5 separate regions of the Mus musculus genome follow, and regions 1, 2, 3 and 4 are each linked to region 5. A link is a contact called in public Hi-C and HiChIP or PLAC-seq data. All regions are on one chromosome and are shown on one strand. Each heading gives the region's core, a stretch centred on a gene start, on an enhancer-like site or on the middle of the called end of the contact. The rest is flanking DNA. Distances are from core to core; before and after follow the strand shown.

Region 1 (2,754 bases), core at 132-2,631, 180 kb before region 5:
TGACGGCCTGAGCTGAACCTCTCCTCTATTCAGTTGCTCCTAACAAGTGTTTTGTGGCAGCCACATGAAAAGCTAAGACAAAAATAGAGGACTCTGTTTTTCTTTATTGTCCTCTAAGATTTCCTTTCAAGAAAGGAAATAGAGAACGTGCAGATCAGATCTTCACAAATCAAAGTGTCTTCTCTCTCCCATGTATCTACTCTCCCACCTTCAAGTAAGGACTGGATCCCAGATACAGTACAGTGGATTCGTGACCTATGAACTGTCTGCCATCCCTGCAGTGTCTCTGGTGATGGAAGAGATTTTTCTCTTTAATGTCTGCCTGTGTTAATGCATAGGAAGATGCACACAATGATCACAGACTTCCCATCCAGTGAAGCCCTGTGACCCTGTAAGTGTTTAGCCTTTAACAGACCCCTGGGCTGTGTGCCCAGCTCTGACACTGTTCACGTTTACAGAGTCAATTCAATTTCACTTGTTAATATTGGTTACCATCATTCTAGATTGAAAAGCAGCTTTCCAGAGCATTGCTCTGAACTTCAGAAGCCCAAATAGCTCTAGCAGGCGTCTGGCACTTCCCACCTCCCCCATATTGTTCCTGGACCATCCATTTGAAATCCATTTGAATCAGGGTTTCTCTCTCTCTCTCTGTCTCTCTGTCTCTGTCTCTCTGTCTCTGTCTCTCTGTCTCTGTCTCTCTCTCTCTCTCTCTCTCTCTCTCTCTCTCTCTCTCTCTCTCTCCATTTCATTACAAATTCCTGTATCCAGGGATCATGTCTAATGTTTCTCAAATATCCTGGTTAATGTGTAGGCCAGAAACTTGTTCAATTGAAGCCTCTTAAAAGTTGTTGATGGAGTTAAAAATGAACTTCAAATGTGAAAAACGTTTCCAGAGCAAGGGAAATATTCACTGTTGTGTTTGGAAAACGGGATGGGTAAGTTTAAAAGCATGACGATCAGACAGGCTCCTTGAGGGAGGTAAATTTTTAGATACCATGAAATCCCATATGAGATCGCACCCAACTTCCTTAGGCAAACAGTAAGCGACAGAAAGAAAGAAAGGGACAAACTGGGTTTATTTGACCTTGCCATTTGATTTCCAAGGAATTCAAAGCCATCGAGGGGTAAAGATAGCTAGCTGTCTGTCTTTCTTGACTGGGTTTGTGCTTTTCTCTTTCTCCCTAACCCTGCCTCTGACTCCATTTTTTGAAAATTAGCCAGACAACGGCCGCATTTCCAGTTACTGGATGAGTTCAGAGCCAAGCAGCTGTTCAGAAACATCCAAGTGGGCAGCAAATGGCGCTGATGGAGTTAAAGGCGGTGACTCACACGGGACATTCTCAGCAGGTCAGCTGGAACTCCCTGCTGGGCAGGGAATGCAGCCCCCTGGGGCAGGTGCCAAGCCCAGGAGCAGAGCCCGGGATGACAGCAGCAACTCACCACACAGTGGCCTCCGCTCGGTCGCTTCCCTGTTCTCAGTTTTCATGATTTTTTTTTTATAAGGTGAATTTTTTTCTAACGCAATCCTGAAGTGTGATGGGAAAAACAGGCCGGGCAGCTGTTGACTGTTTGAAACAACAGAGGGGAGGCTGGGTCCCTTGGACCGGCTCCACACACGCTGCCTCGCCAGCTTTCCTGATCATTTTCTCATAGAAAATTATGGGTCAAGAGCTCGATCCTGCGCGCTCCTCATGCCAGTCAGTCGCTCGCTCAGCGAAGGTGAGGCTTGCAGGAGCCCAGAGGGGCTTGCTCATCTAGAAATATATTTCTACAAAAGATTATAATTTTACAAGGTGACTCAATCAAACAACAATAAAGACCACGGGTAGGCTAGGGGAAGAGGGGAAAGCACACTTGAGTTTGTGAGCTTATATAACAGCACTACCATGAAGGGCACTAAAGAATATAAAAATGGCATCCTAGATGTTTATTATTAAACATAATTGTTCAGGGAGGGAGGGACTTAATTACTTCAACAAATTCAATTGTGACTCAATCCTCCACTTCACTTTTTGTCTATTTTTCTTTAAATAGCTTTCAAAGGCTTTTAAAGGTAAATATCTTTAATTTGTTCCTTGCAGGTGGGTGATGGCTCAGCAAAGAAGAAACAATCTTTTTTTTTTTTTCTTTTCCTGTCATTAACAATTATCAGATTCAAATTCCATTCCTCTGCTATCTAGGCACAGGATTCCCAGTGCACTGGGATTGTGATCCTGATGGCCAATTTGTGTCCCCTATAATCAAGTTCATTTTGTGATAAGCTCCCAAATATTAACTCTGAAAGAGCAGAAAGGTAGAACTTTAAAAAAAAAATGAAACAATGATTTATTTCCTTAAATAAAATGTTTAAAGTTGTGTTTGGCCAATTAGATGAGCATTTATCAACCATCGAGTTCACAGGGAGCTCAGAGACAGGAAACAGCTTTCTGAGGGCTCTTCTTCTTCTGAGAAAACGGATTCAGAGTTCAAAAGAGAGTAGTCTGGCCGCCTGTTTTATAGAGCCCAAAGAGGAACATGGGAGGGGAAATTTCCCAAGAACAGACATGGTGTCAGTGTTGCCTGCCCGATGTCTAGCTGGTGGTAGACGATTAATAAATACCGGCAGAATTGATCTTGGCCGGGGGGTGGGGGGTGGGGTGGGGGGGGGAGTGGGGGGGAGTGGACGGAAGAGGAGGAGCATCCTTTCTTTTTGGCAAAAGAAAGAACAGATTAGTCATTGAGATTCTGCAGAAGGGATGGGGCTCAGGGTGGTTT
Region 2 (2,700 bases), core at 170-2,669, 150 kb before region 5:
TCTCAGCATAATAAGACCATGTACATATATATCCAGGTGCCAGAAAGATGCCAAAATTACATCATTTTCTGTTTGTTTGTTTGTTTGTTTGCAAAAGAAGAGAAATAAAAGCCAGATATTTACATAGGCCTTCAGCTGTAGTTTTTCTTCAACACTGTAGCAATGTCATAAAGTAATATTTTTTTTAATCTTGGAAACATATAACTGAGATATATGTATTAAAAAAGAGAGATAAATTGGGCCAAAAATTGTTAGGTAAATAACGCTTTATTTTCAACAGAAGGCATGGTGTGTGGAGAATTAAATTAGAAGTCCATAACCTGGTCAGGAAGGCAGAACTCATAGATTAGATTATTAAGGAAGATGTTTCCTTGAAGAAAACAATCATCTTTGAAGACATAGCAGATTTGAGAAGATTAACAAGCTTGAAAAGAAAGATTTCTGTAGCTAAATGAATCACTCGGTGATATAGACCTCCTGGGTTCTGTGACCAGCTCTATGTATTCGAATACTTTATCAGTTAGACTTTGTTTCTGTCTCTGTCTCTGTCTCTGTCTCTGTCTCTGTCTCTGTCTCTGTCTCTGTCTCTCTCTCTCTCTCTCTCTCTCTCTCTCTCTCTCTGTGTGTGTATGTGTGTGTGTGTGTGTGTGTGTGTGTGTGTGTGTGTGTGTGTGTGTGTGTGAAGGTCTACATGGGGCTAATGTATGTGAAGGCCAGAGGTCACCCTCAGGTATTATTCCTTAAGTGAAGGCCATCTACCTCACTTTTGACATAGCATCTCTCACTGGCACCTGAGGTACTCCATCCCAGTAGGTGAAGGTGACTGACCAGGGAGTCTTAAGGATCTGCCTGACTCCCTCCGTGCTGGGGTTACAAGGATGTGCTACCATGCCTGTCTTTTTACCTGTGGGTTCTGGAAATGAAACTCCTCTCATTGCTCTTGTACTGTGACTATTTCACCAGCCAAGCCATCTCCCAGCCTCTGTAGACTCGGGGAGATAACAAGTGTACTGCAGAAGTATAATCCCCAACGATGTGTAGATGACTTTTTCATTTGCACACGAAGCTCTCAGCTACATCTTAGGGAGAAATGGCCCTTTGAAGTGGTTTTCCCCCTCAAGTCTCAAAACAAATTCTTTCATTTAAGAAAATGCCATGAAACCCTTAGATGTGCAGAAGCCTCGACACCAAGCTCTGGCCACTTCCTAACTCAGAAAATTACATTGTGATTATCGATGTTCTCTTCTGGTGGCTCTATTTTCAAAAGACAAATGACTCTGGTTGGAATCTAATTTCCTCTTAGAATTAATGTTGCAAAATTAATGGGCCACCTGATCAAGTTTCAAAGGGTAAATAAATGACCATCCTCCATATAGGTCAGGGTCAGCGGTGACTCCAGTGTGAGTCACAAGACTGAGTGAGCACAAGCAAGTGGTCCCTGTGGCTTAGAAGCCAGGAGCAGTCGTGAGGGACCGGCGGGAGCAGCTGGGGAAGCTGTTCTTTTTCTCCTAATCTACTCAACAGTTTCAGCTTCCAGGAATCGTTAGAGCTGAGGATGCTACAGGAAGGCAGCGGTGTAGCTTCACAAACATCCTAGCATTCCTGGGACATACACACCCCGGTGTAAGTTTCTGTATAGGGAGAGCCAGGTTTTCCAGACCTGGCACAGTGCCTAGCACGAGGATTGAGCTCTCTGGGTGGATTAAAGGAACGATGGGAGGGAGCGAGGTGAGAAAGAGAATGAAGGATAAAGGAGAGAAGGTGGTGAGAGGAGAGGAGATGAGAGGAAGAATAGAGAGAGACATGTAGAGAGAGCGAAGGTCAGGCCTCCCACAGAAACGCCCATGAACTTTGCTTGTGAATATCAATGCAAAAATACTCAATAAATTTCTCACAAACTGAATTAAAAAACGCATCAAAACCATCATTCACCATGATCAAGTAGGCTTTATACCAGGGCAAGGTTGGTTCAATGTACGAAAATCCATGTAATCCACTATATAAACAAACTCAAAGGATTAAAAAAAAAACCACATGATCATCTCATTAGATGCTGAAAAGGCATTTGACAAAATAAAACGCCTCTTCATGTTAAAAGTATTGGAGAGATCAGGAATTCAAGGCCCATATCTAAACATAATAAAGGTAATATACAGCAAAGCTGCAGCCAATATCAAACTAAATGGAGAGATGCTTGAAGCAATCCCACTAAAATCAGGGACAAGACAAGGCTGCCCACTCTCCCCATATCTATTCAATATAGTACTTGAAGTTCTAGCTAGAGAAATAACACAACAGAAGGAGACCAAGGGGGATACAAATTGGCAAAGAAGTAGTCAAGGTATCACTATTTGCAGATGGTATGATATTATACATAAGCAACCCCCAAAATTCTACCAGAGAACTTCTACTGCTGATAAACAACTTCAGCAAAGTGTCCAGATATAAAATTAAGTCCCATGAATCAGTAGCCTTCCTTTATACAAATGATAAATGGGCTAAGAAATCTCATGAAACCAAAACAAGAAAAGGCGGTTTGAAAATTCTTGTATACTTGAGGGTCCTTGTTACCATCCTGTAGGCCAGAAAAGGTGAGTGAATTTCTTCATGACATTTTAGTGGTCACAGTGAGCTTTCCCCAAGGACAAGATCCAAGAATTTATATTGTTGTAAGCTTCTTATGTGAGCTTGCTTGTTTCC
Region 3 (2,700 bases), core at 109-2,608, 210 kb after region 5:
GAGCCTTTCATCTGTGGATCTCAAAGCTGTACCACAAACATTAATTAACTCTCACACCTGGGAGGCAGGTGAGTCTGGTTACCCCCCAACCCCATTTTTAAAAAATGAGGAAACAGAGATTTGGGAGGAAAAGGATTCTGGGGCGAGCCACCGGGGTTAGGAGTGTCCCTGATGTTGGGAATAAGCATTTCAGATTTGTAGCATCCTGACCACAAAGTCAGGAGGCCTCCCCGGGATGAGTGAGGAATTTGGGTACCGGAACAGGAGATGAAGCCACACAATTCCTTCTTCCCTTTCTCAGGTGGCCTGTCACCTCCTGGGTCTATAGATGTCATTTAGAATGGGTCCCTCAGACCCCGAAGGCCTTTGAAACAGCCTTACCAGGCAGGTCTCCATCCTGGCTCACTCTGGATGCCTCCCTTCAAAGTAACCGTTGGAACAGTGACCGCAGCCGAGACGCACATGACTAACCAAAATGTCTGCAGCCAGTGGGAGACAAATGCTTGGCAAATCCCAGGGCTCTTTCACAACCCTCTTTTCTTCCAGGATCCAGAACTGGTGGGAACTGACTCCTGTTATCACTGGTTCTCACTGGTGTGCTTAGGCGATGCTAATCCAGTGCTGGCTACCTGGGGAGTGGGGGTTGGGGGAAGGAGCTCTGGGGTGACTCCTGTCTGTTCTGACTTCTGGAGCTGTTGTGGGTTTACTGCCCACCGCAGAAGCCAAAGGAAACACTGCTCAAAACCACCAGAGGCAAGCAGCCTTTCAGTTGGGTCACCTGCCCAACACCAGGGCTGTGAAAGCTGACATTGCAGAGTGGGGGGTGGGGGTGGGGCATCCTCCAAGCATCTGGGGGCGCCACCACTTTCCTACACAAGGTATCCTGGGTCTTTCTTCACAAGGGTCCCAAATGAGAAGGTGCAAGCCTCCCCTGGGGCTCGCCCTGACACATCACCCTGGAAACTGACTCAACATCTCTGTGTCCTGACTCACATCCTGTTGTGTTCTCTGAGGCATCCGAGAGGGCATTACACCAGCTACCCATGACTGAGCTGCACTGGGAGGGCGCCCTGAGGATGACTCTGCCTTCTGCCTTGCAGAAAGAGGGGGAGTCTTCTAAGGAAAAACCCAGAACAGGCCCCTTGGGTTTATCCATTCTCAGAGCAGATTTTGCGCGTTAAGAAGCAAGTGGCCCTGCATTGCATGGCCCACTGTTTATTTTCAATGGATCGAGGGTGAACGGCTTGTTGTTTTAGAGATGCCCGCCAAATACTCAAGGAACAGAGCCCTGACTACAGCAGAGCCCCAACGTCCTGACCCAGAAAACCCAGGCTGTGAGGTCAGGTGCCAGGGCCACCAAAGGCTCAAGTGAACTAGGCTGATGTCCCCGCGTGTCCTTTCCTTGGACAGGGAGGGAGGGCACAAGGCTGAATCGGGATGCTTTGAGTTTTCGAAACAGGAACATTTATTTACTCTTCTGATTGGAGTGAGCTTCATTGATCACTTTAGATACGGCTACTTCTCTTTGCCTCGGGTGTGGGGCATTCTTTCCCCCTCCTCACCCCATACGCATTAGTTACTGGCGTTCTGGCTTTCCTTTCAAATATGTTTTCAGAACCAGAAATTTCCCTTCCAAAGCTGCCTCGTCTCCAGTCCCTAAATGTTGGTGTTTTCATTTTCATTAAGTAACTGACAGTCGACATATCTTTTCAGATCTCTTATTTGGTGGCTATGGCATCTCCAGATAATCTCCAATTTTTGAAGATTTCTAAGTAATATTTCTGTTACTGGTTTTTGTTGTTGTTTTGTTTTGTTTTTCGGGGGAGGGGAGAGTGTTGTTTGGTTTTAGTTTAAGTCCTTGTGGCCTAAGGAAATACTTTGTATGATTATGCCTTCAAACCCAAGCAGTCTTCTGTGGCCTCAAGTGTAGTCTGCCTTAGCGAGTGATCTGTGTGCCTCAGAAGAAAGGAGCGGCCTACCGGTGTTCTGTAGGTCAAACTGATACTGTCCAGGTCAGCCGAGTCTGAATTTCTGCTTGCATGGTCTATCGGTGACTGGAAGAGGGTGCTAAAGTCTCCTGCCGTAAGGATGGGTTTGTCTGCTTTTCCTTGTATTGCAGTTAGTGAGACCCTTTGTTCACGGGACACCTGTGAAGGAAAATGTATTTTTGGTTTTCCGTACTATCATAACGTAACTTATCTCTTATCCCTGAAAAGCTCCATCTTCAATCGGCTTTGTAGAAAACTTGATACAGCAACTCGGGCTTTCCTTGGATTGGTGTTAGCACAGCTTCTCCACCCTTTTATGCTTGCCCTATCTGAATCTACATTTAAATGAGCCATTTGTATGCGTCAGGTAGTTAAGTTTTATTTGTAGCTTGTTCTGACAACCTCTGTGGTAGATTTAGACAATTCACCTTTATAGATACAGTTGGATTATGATCTGCCATGGTCTAACTTTTATGCCTGTTGCACCTGGTTCTTAGTCCCACCCCCGGCTTTCCTGCCTCCTCTGAATGGAATGAAACATTTTATGTGACTTCATTTTAGCTTGTTTATTGCCTATCGGGTAGGAAAATGATTTTTTTTTTAAAATAGTTTTGTGGGAGCTAGAGAGCTGGGTCAGACATTAAAGCACTGAATGCTCATCCAGTGGACCTGGGTTTGATTCCTAGTAACCACTAGTGGCTAAAGGCGGTCT
Region 4 (2,700 bases), core at 114-2,613, 220 kb before region 5:
GGGTGGGGTGGGATGGATGGGGTGGGATGGGGCAAATGAGAAAGTATAGCATGAGATGACCCAGTTGCAGTGGGCAGGCAAGAGTTGGAAGTGGAGAATCGTCTCTTGTTTACTGAGCTCCTCCACAGATCGGATGGTGTCTACTCAGCTTGGGGAGGGAAATCTGGTTTATAGTGCATGGCAATCCAAAAGCCAGGCTCTTCTCGAAAGCGCCTTGCAGATCATCTAGAAATAATGTGAGTTTGACATGCATGTTCCATCTTCTGGACTGGCAGACATCCCAACAAATCAGGTCAGCTAATAAAAGGAAAGTGACAGAGACCCTTCACTGAAGACAGAGCATCACCCAGGGCCCGAACTGAAGTGCACGTTGTTCTGAAGCATGGGTTGCTGTCCTGGCTTCGTTTCCTATCATAGATGAGGGGTTCTTGTTAGAACAGCGTGGCTGGGAATTTAAACTTTGGGATGAAAAGGGCTGTCTTCTGCTACATCTTAGCTTCATGACGTTGCAATCTCAGTCTGGCTTGTTTTCAAGATCTCCCATAAAGCAGAAATGACAATTCTTTCTTGTCAGATTGGGAACAGGGAACTCATGAGATGACATACGTGTTCAAGTCTAGCATGTAGAAGGAGGTTTTTAAATCTTGGTTATAATTATTAGTGTCAAATAGACTTAAGGGCAGTCCGTGGCATCGTCCTGTACACATAAGCATTATGTAACATGCATCTGTCCTGACAGCCAGGACTAGGCGATCTTCACTTCATAAATCTGGTTTGACTGATGGAGAAGGCCAGTGGGGAGATCTCAGACATGATACTCTGAAGATCAAAGGCTCCTCGTTTCCCTGCTAACGACACGGTCCTTACTCCATCCATACCATACAGAAGTCTTCCTAGACTCCGTCACCCCACCCAAGCCTGTCACTGATGAAAACCACATGGGATCAGCTGCTCAGATAGAAACATTGGGGTCGCACCTTGACCTGCACTGCTGCTGAGCTGGCCTTATTTGTTAAACCGATCCGGAGCTGTAAATATAATATCACGAGACTCCAGGTTGGGAGAAAGTGAAAGACAATAGAAGCCAAATCCTAAAGAAAGCTGCTTGTCTGGGGTTGATGGAGGAGCTTGGGGCCAGTGTCTGGCAAGCTGACAGTCAGTGCCTAAAAAGAAAACAAAGAAAAGAAAACAAATTTTAAAAACACGGCCTCAGCCGTTTTACCACACAATAATTGCACACAAGGAAACTTACTCCTGGCACCTGGCCGGGAAGGTAATTACTCGGCTTCTCTTCTCCAGGGAGCATAATAGCTGCATTGTTTGACTGGTGAGGGGTTCAGGAGGAGCTACAGAAGAGGAACAAGGCTGGGGGAGAGCCTGGGAAGGGAAGGTGTGGCCTTTGATGTGTTTCCAGCCCCAGGTTCAGGGACCTGGGCTGTGAGAAATAGGCATGTCGGAGATCTTTGTCTCCTCACCTGCGAAGGAAGACAGTTGTATGGTTGCCAGCCCTTGCCTTTATCTGCACAGAACCCATTAAATCAACAGCTCAGCTGTCATCAGCTGGGGTTCCAAATCAAAGCACACACTTGGGGTTGACGCGCCTCACTGCAAAGTGCAGGATCAGATCTCCGAGAGCTAAAATAATCCCGAGAGATCCAGGGGCGTGTGGTGGCTTCTCAGTGAGGCTTATCAGACGGTTTCCAAACATGGTCTTCTGGCGCAAGTGAAACCATGCTGAGTGATCTTTGATGTGGGGGATGTCAACAAACTCAAAGGGGGATGTGCTCAAAGGGATGGGTTGCTACAAGCTATAGTGTTCCTCACAGTCTCTTGGGAAGGGGGCACAGGGGGCGGGGCTTATCCTGCCAGGGCCAGCGGGTGTTGACGGAGTCCTAAAGGTGAACCTGGATGGTTAAGAGTCCACCTTGTCTGGGGCAGAGTCATGTGCCTATAACTGTCTAACTATGGTAGGAGTGGCACACAGCATAGACTAAGTAAATGATATGGGAAAGAACTAAGAAAGAGGTTTCTTTGTTTTTCTTGGATTGGGATAGGGGATGATCAGACAAGTTGAAGCCATCATAAATGAACACTGGGGAAGAGGGTGGAGTTTAAGATCTGCCAGAGCAGTAAATGCCGTCGGAGAAAGGCATGGACAACTTTGCTGTCTCTGACTTAAGTGGTCATTCAACTTTGCTCTTTGTATCTTAACAGCAACATACTACATTTTGAGTGTAAAATTTGGGCGACTTCCACATGTTTAAAAAACAAACAAACTTATGACCATTTTATCTGTGGTGCTCAGTCATGGAAGTCAACTGTTAAAGTGAATGTAAGGGTCTAAGCTCACTCTCATTGTGGGCTTCCCCTTTCTGACCAAGCACTGCATCAGATGCTGGAAGTCCTGTAGAGTGGCAGCTATGTATGACGAAACTCTGTTAAGGATGCGGCAGATATCTAGCAGGCCAACTGCTCAAACTTGGTCCTTTCCAGGCAGAGGACACTGAAGGTAGAAGCTTCCAATGGTGAGGCCTCTTGAGTTCCCTCAGGTCCAGTGTGTTTGTGCCTTGTTTTGTCCCATAGGCCAGATGCCCCACCATATTCTAAATTCATCATCTCAGTGAATAAGATCTGCTTCTTAGATGGTTCACATGCACACTGATCAAACGCAAACCTGCCCAGGCCACAGAAGCCCTTATG
Region 5 (2,700 bases), core at 82-2,581:
TGAGAGTTCCCTCTGGGGCTCAGACTTAGAGAAGTACCTTGCATGCCTGGAATTTGGGACCCAGGGCTGGCACTTGGAGCTACGCTGCTCAAGGCCCAGCCTCTCATCGGGCATCACCTCGAAATGGAGGGAAACTGAACAGAGGAAAAGGAAGACCCAAGTAAGGAAAGGAAGGCCAGGCCCTGCCTGGGGATCCCAGGAAGACTAAGGCTTCACTTCTCAGCAAGTAAAACAGATAGAACGAAGAGGTCAATAGGTGGAGGTGAACAGAAGAGCTCACACCCACAGAATCATCTTGTCTTTATTGTCTGTCCCCTGACCATGTGACTTCTGGAGGCTGAAGGGCTGTGTAATATCCCCCTCCGGGGGCTGGCCAGGAGGAGGCAGGATCTTGGGTAGTCACAAGTTACTCTTCATGGATTCAAAGAGTAATTATCCCTAGCAGGGTGACTTGGCCCATTTCTTTGAGTGGAGCTCGGAAAGGCTACCAGTAGGCTTTATTGGTACAAACAATGAACAGATAGCTGCCCACAGGCCACAGCTCTGCTGAGTGAGGAAATTCTCCTCCTTTGCTCTCCACAAAACTTCCTAATGCAAGCGAGCGTGGGAACTGGTGCCAGTGTGAAGAGAACGCCACTGTTTCCTCTACTTACCAAGAGATGTCCATGCTAAGCCTATCCGCCAAGGGGAAAGCCAAGGACAACATCATTTGGGTTTTGATCAAAGTGGTCTTTTCATCCCACAATTAAAACGTGTCATACTGTTCCCAAGCTTTGAGATGTCAGTAGGTTGCCAGCCTAGCCCTCCCAGGATCAGCCACTCACGGAAAAGGGCTCTTGGTCTTCTTTTCTAACTTTTCTGTCTCACTTGCTTTCACCAAGAACCCAGCTCTCCCGAGCTGGTGCCCAGCATTTAAGTGATGAGAGCCGCATCCGGGCTCAGCAGCAAGTTGGTGCCAACGTTGAATTGCTGTTGAATAAACAGCAAGGCAATCTTTATCTAAATAATCAGTTGTTCCTCAAACCACAAATAACAACAGGATCTGAAAGCCACCAAATCCGCACAGGACAGAGAGAGCAAGAAAAGACTGAGGCAGGGGATTTCTGTTTGCTTGTTTGTTGTGCTTTTTTTTCTCTTACAGCCCCTCTCTGCTAAGCTCTGCTCAACTGTTTCCTTACACAGCCTGGGGGAGGGCAGGTGGAGGGCAGGAAGGGCATAGCTCAGAAAGTTTAAAAAAAAAAAATTGACATCACTTAAGTCACGTGATTGGCAAGAGCCAATGGCGGTGGGCTGTGGAAAGGGGAACAGTTAAATTTGTAATTTGGGTTGTGTGAAAACTTCTTTGGACCTCATAAACAACCACAGAACCACAAGTTGGGTAGCCTGGCAGTGTCAGAAGTGTAAGCCCAGCACAGTGGTCAGCAGGCAGGACGAATCACACTGAATGCAAACCACAGGCTTTCGCAGAGCGGTGAGCAGTTCAACCCACAGCATAGGCGGTGCTTTCGTCTTTTTTTTTTCCTTTTTTTAATCTTTAACAATTTGAATATTTGTTTCTGCAATAATTCTTTCCCCCACCCCCACCCCATAGGACCCATGGAGTACCAGAAGTGTTAGGGTTGGGGGTAGAAAGAGACGTGGGGAGCCATGGTGGGAGGTGAGGTCAGAGTAAGTGACATTTCTTGGTTTTTGCTCTGAAGGTGAAAGAAATTATAGAATCCCCCGCCTTCAGGAGAGGTGCGTTTTCGAAAGGAAACGATGGCTTCAGACAGCATTTTTGAGTCATTTCCTTCATATCCACAGTGCTTCATGAGAGGTGAGTACGCTGGTCTTTTTTATATCTGATTTTGCTCAGCTTTGCGCAGACTAAGATGGCAGCCCGTGGACCCTCCGGTGCCTGCCTGAAGTCCCTGCCTGCTTGTGGGGGGAGGAATTCAAACAGAGGCTGTTGACTCTGAGACCACGAGATTATTATTTGTCAGACGCCGTGCTGCGGGGATGTTTTAATAAATGCTTAGGCTGTTGAAATATTTGGTCGCTGGGTGAAAGTTGTGTCAAGTGCTCTGAGCCGCTCTCAGTTAAAGTCCCAGAGATTAGAAGGCTGGCGCGGAGGACACTCTTTGGGTTTTATCTGGCTGTGCCTTGCTCTGAATGATTCGCTTGCACTTACTCTGATGGCAGCAAGCTGTCTGGCCCTGGTTCTGAGTTTGGCTTGCCCCTGGGTTTAGCAGGCTCAGTACTTAGCTGGCCGGAAGAGCCGGTGCCAGCAGAGTGGTCTCCGAGAGGCAGCTCACAGGTATACCTTGGATCAGTGCGGAGATTTCAGGGCCAAAGTGGCAAGTCCACAGAGGGCAGGATTTGGGCAGACTCGTTCTGGGAAAAGCCATCAGAAGATGCTGTGTTGTGCTGTGGTTTTTCTTTCAGCCTCAATTGAAAGAGGCAGCCGGCATTGCTCAAGACAGAAAGCCAGCAAGTTGTGGTACACAGTCTCTCTCAGAAAGAACTATGAAGCCATTTCCTAAGTCCACGCACTGTCACAGCAGAAATTACTAGATTACAGACTTATGGGTTGGCACCACGTAGGTCCCTGAACCTTCCTGCATTTTTTACAGCGGCCTTATGGAACTTACAATGCTGGAGTTCAGCCATAGTGCCCATGTGGGCTTGGTGGGTCTTTCAGGATGAGGACTGAGCTTAAGT

The links. A called contact is a pair of places that touch in the nucleus more often than the background predicts. HiChIP or PLAC-seq counts read pairs in DNA pulled down with a chosen protein or histone mark.
Region 1: a Hi-C map of the C2C12 cell line shows a contact between it and region 5, with 5 times the contacts expected there. The contact joins the enhancer-like site here to the promoter of Runx1 in region 5. A contact is called at or near these places in 7 of 39 promoter capture datasets (the C10 cell line, the HPC-7 cell line, HPC-7-derived erythroid cells and 3 more), 1 of 15 datasets of contacts at CTCF or cohesin (large pre-B cells), 33 of 484 Hi-C or Micro-C datasets (the 63-12 cell line, the AML12 cell line, B cells and 21 more), 12 of 115 datasets of contacts at active chromatin or transcription factors (DN3 thymocytes, the HPC-7 cell line, the SCID.adh cell line and 9 more) and 5 of 9 other capture datasets (adipose tissue, bone marrow-derived macrophages, embryonic stem cells and 2 more).
Region 2: a FOXA1 HiChIP or PLAC-seq map of pancreatic cancer cells shows a contact between it and region 5. The contact joins the enhancer-like site here to the promoter of Runx1 in region 5. A contact is called at or near these places in 2 of 15 datasets of contacts at CTCF or cohesin (large pre-B cells and pro-B cells), 6 of 484 Hi-C or Micro-C datasets (Th17 cells, bone marrow-derived macrophages, embryonic fibroblasts and 3 more), 5 of 115 datasets of contacts at active chromatin or transcription factors (the SCID.adh cell line, memory CD8 T cells, neural progenitor cells and 2 more) and 3 of 9 other capture datasets (adipose tissue, liver and pancreatic islet).
Region 3: a FOXA1 HiChIP or PLAC-seq map of pancreatic cancer cells shows a contact between it and region 5. The contact joins the enhancer-like site here to the promoter of Runx1 in region 5. A contact is called at or near these places in 5 of 484 Hi-C or Micro-C datasets (the MNK3 cell line, Th1 cells, bone marrow-derived macrophages and 2 more), 3 of 115 datasets of contacts at active chromatin or transcription factors (the HPC-7 cell line, memory CD8 T cells and pancreatic cancer cells) and 1 of 9 other capture datasets (macrophages).
Region 4: an H3K4me3 HiChIP or PLAC-seq map of the SCID.adh cell line shows a contact between it and region 5, with 13 read pairs. The contact joins the enhancer-like site here to the promoter of Runx1 in region 5. A contact is called at or near these places in 3 of 39 promoter capture datasets (the C10 cell line and hippocampal neurons), 1 of 15 datasets of contacts at CTCF or cohesin (large pre-B cells), 6 of 484 Hi-C or Micro-C datasets (bone marrow-derived dendritic cells, bone marrow-derived macrophages, granulocyte-monocyte progenitors and 2 more), 8 of 115 datasets of contacts at active chromatin or transcription factors (the HPC-7 cell line, the SCID.adh cell line, bone marrow-derived macrophages and 4 more) and 3 of 9 other capture datasets (adipose tissue, liver and macrophages).

Annotation. Positions count from the first base shown.
Region 1 is chr16:93,005,423-93,008,176 of GRCm38.p6, reverse strand. No RefSeq gene overlaps it. Among named protein-coding and RNA genes, the nearest start is that of Gm41499, 50 kb to the right of the region's middle. Within about 2 kb of position 1,381, at least 58 of the 459 cell types and tissues checked have an H3K27ac peak or open chromatin away from gene starts, as enhancers often do. A contact at or near this core is called in the C2C12 cell line, embryonic fibroblasts, muscle stem cells and 4 more, where this site is marked.
Region 2 is chr16:92,978,525-92,981,224 of GRCm38.p6, reverse strand. No RefSeq gene overlaps it. Among named protein-coding and RNA genes, the nearest start is that of Gm41499, 23 kb to the right of the region's middle. Within about 2 kb of position 1,419, at least 32 of the 459 cell types and tissues checked have an H3K27ac peak or open chromatin away from gene starts, as enhancers often do. A contact at or near this core is called in the SCID.adh cell line, muscle stem cells and pancreatic cancer cells, where this site is marked.
Region 3 is chr16:92,619,224-92,621,923 of GRCm38.p6, reverse strand. The region is part of intron 6 of Runx1 (runt related transcription factor 1); the gene reads left to right. Among named protein-coding and RNA genes, the nearest start is that of Gm30224, 24 kb to the right of the region's middle. Within about 2 kb of position 1,358, at least 171 of the 459 cell types and tissues checked have an H3K27ac peak or open chromatin away from gene starts, as enhancers often do. A contact at or near this core is called in the HPC-7 cell line, the MNK3 cell line, Th1 cells and 6 more, where this site is marked.
Region 4 is chr16:93,041,779-93,044,478 of GRCm38.p6, reverse strand. No RefSeq gene overlaps it. Among named protein-coding and RNA genes, the nearest start is that of Gm41499, 86 kb to the right of the region's middle. Within about 2 kb of position 1,363, at least 32 of the 459 cell types and tissues checked have an H3K27ac peak or open chromatin away from gene starts, as enhancers often do. A contact at or near this core is called in the SCID.adh cell line and bone marrow-derived macrophages, where this site is marked.
Region 5 is chr16:92,824,705-92,827,404 of GRCm38.p6, reverse strand. It overlaps Runx1 (runt related transcription factor 1), which reads left to right and starts at 1,331. Exons shown (of 8, transcript NM_001111021.2): 1 at 1,331-1,471; 2 at 1,701-1,816. The coding sequence starts at 1,759.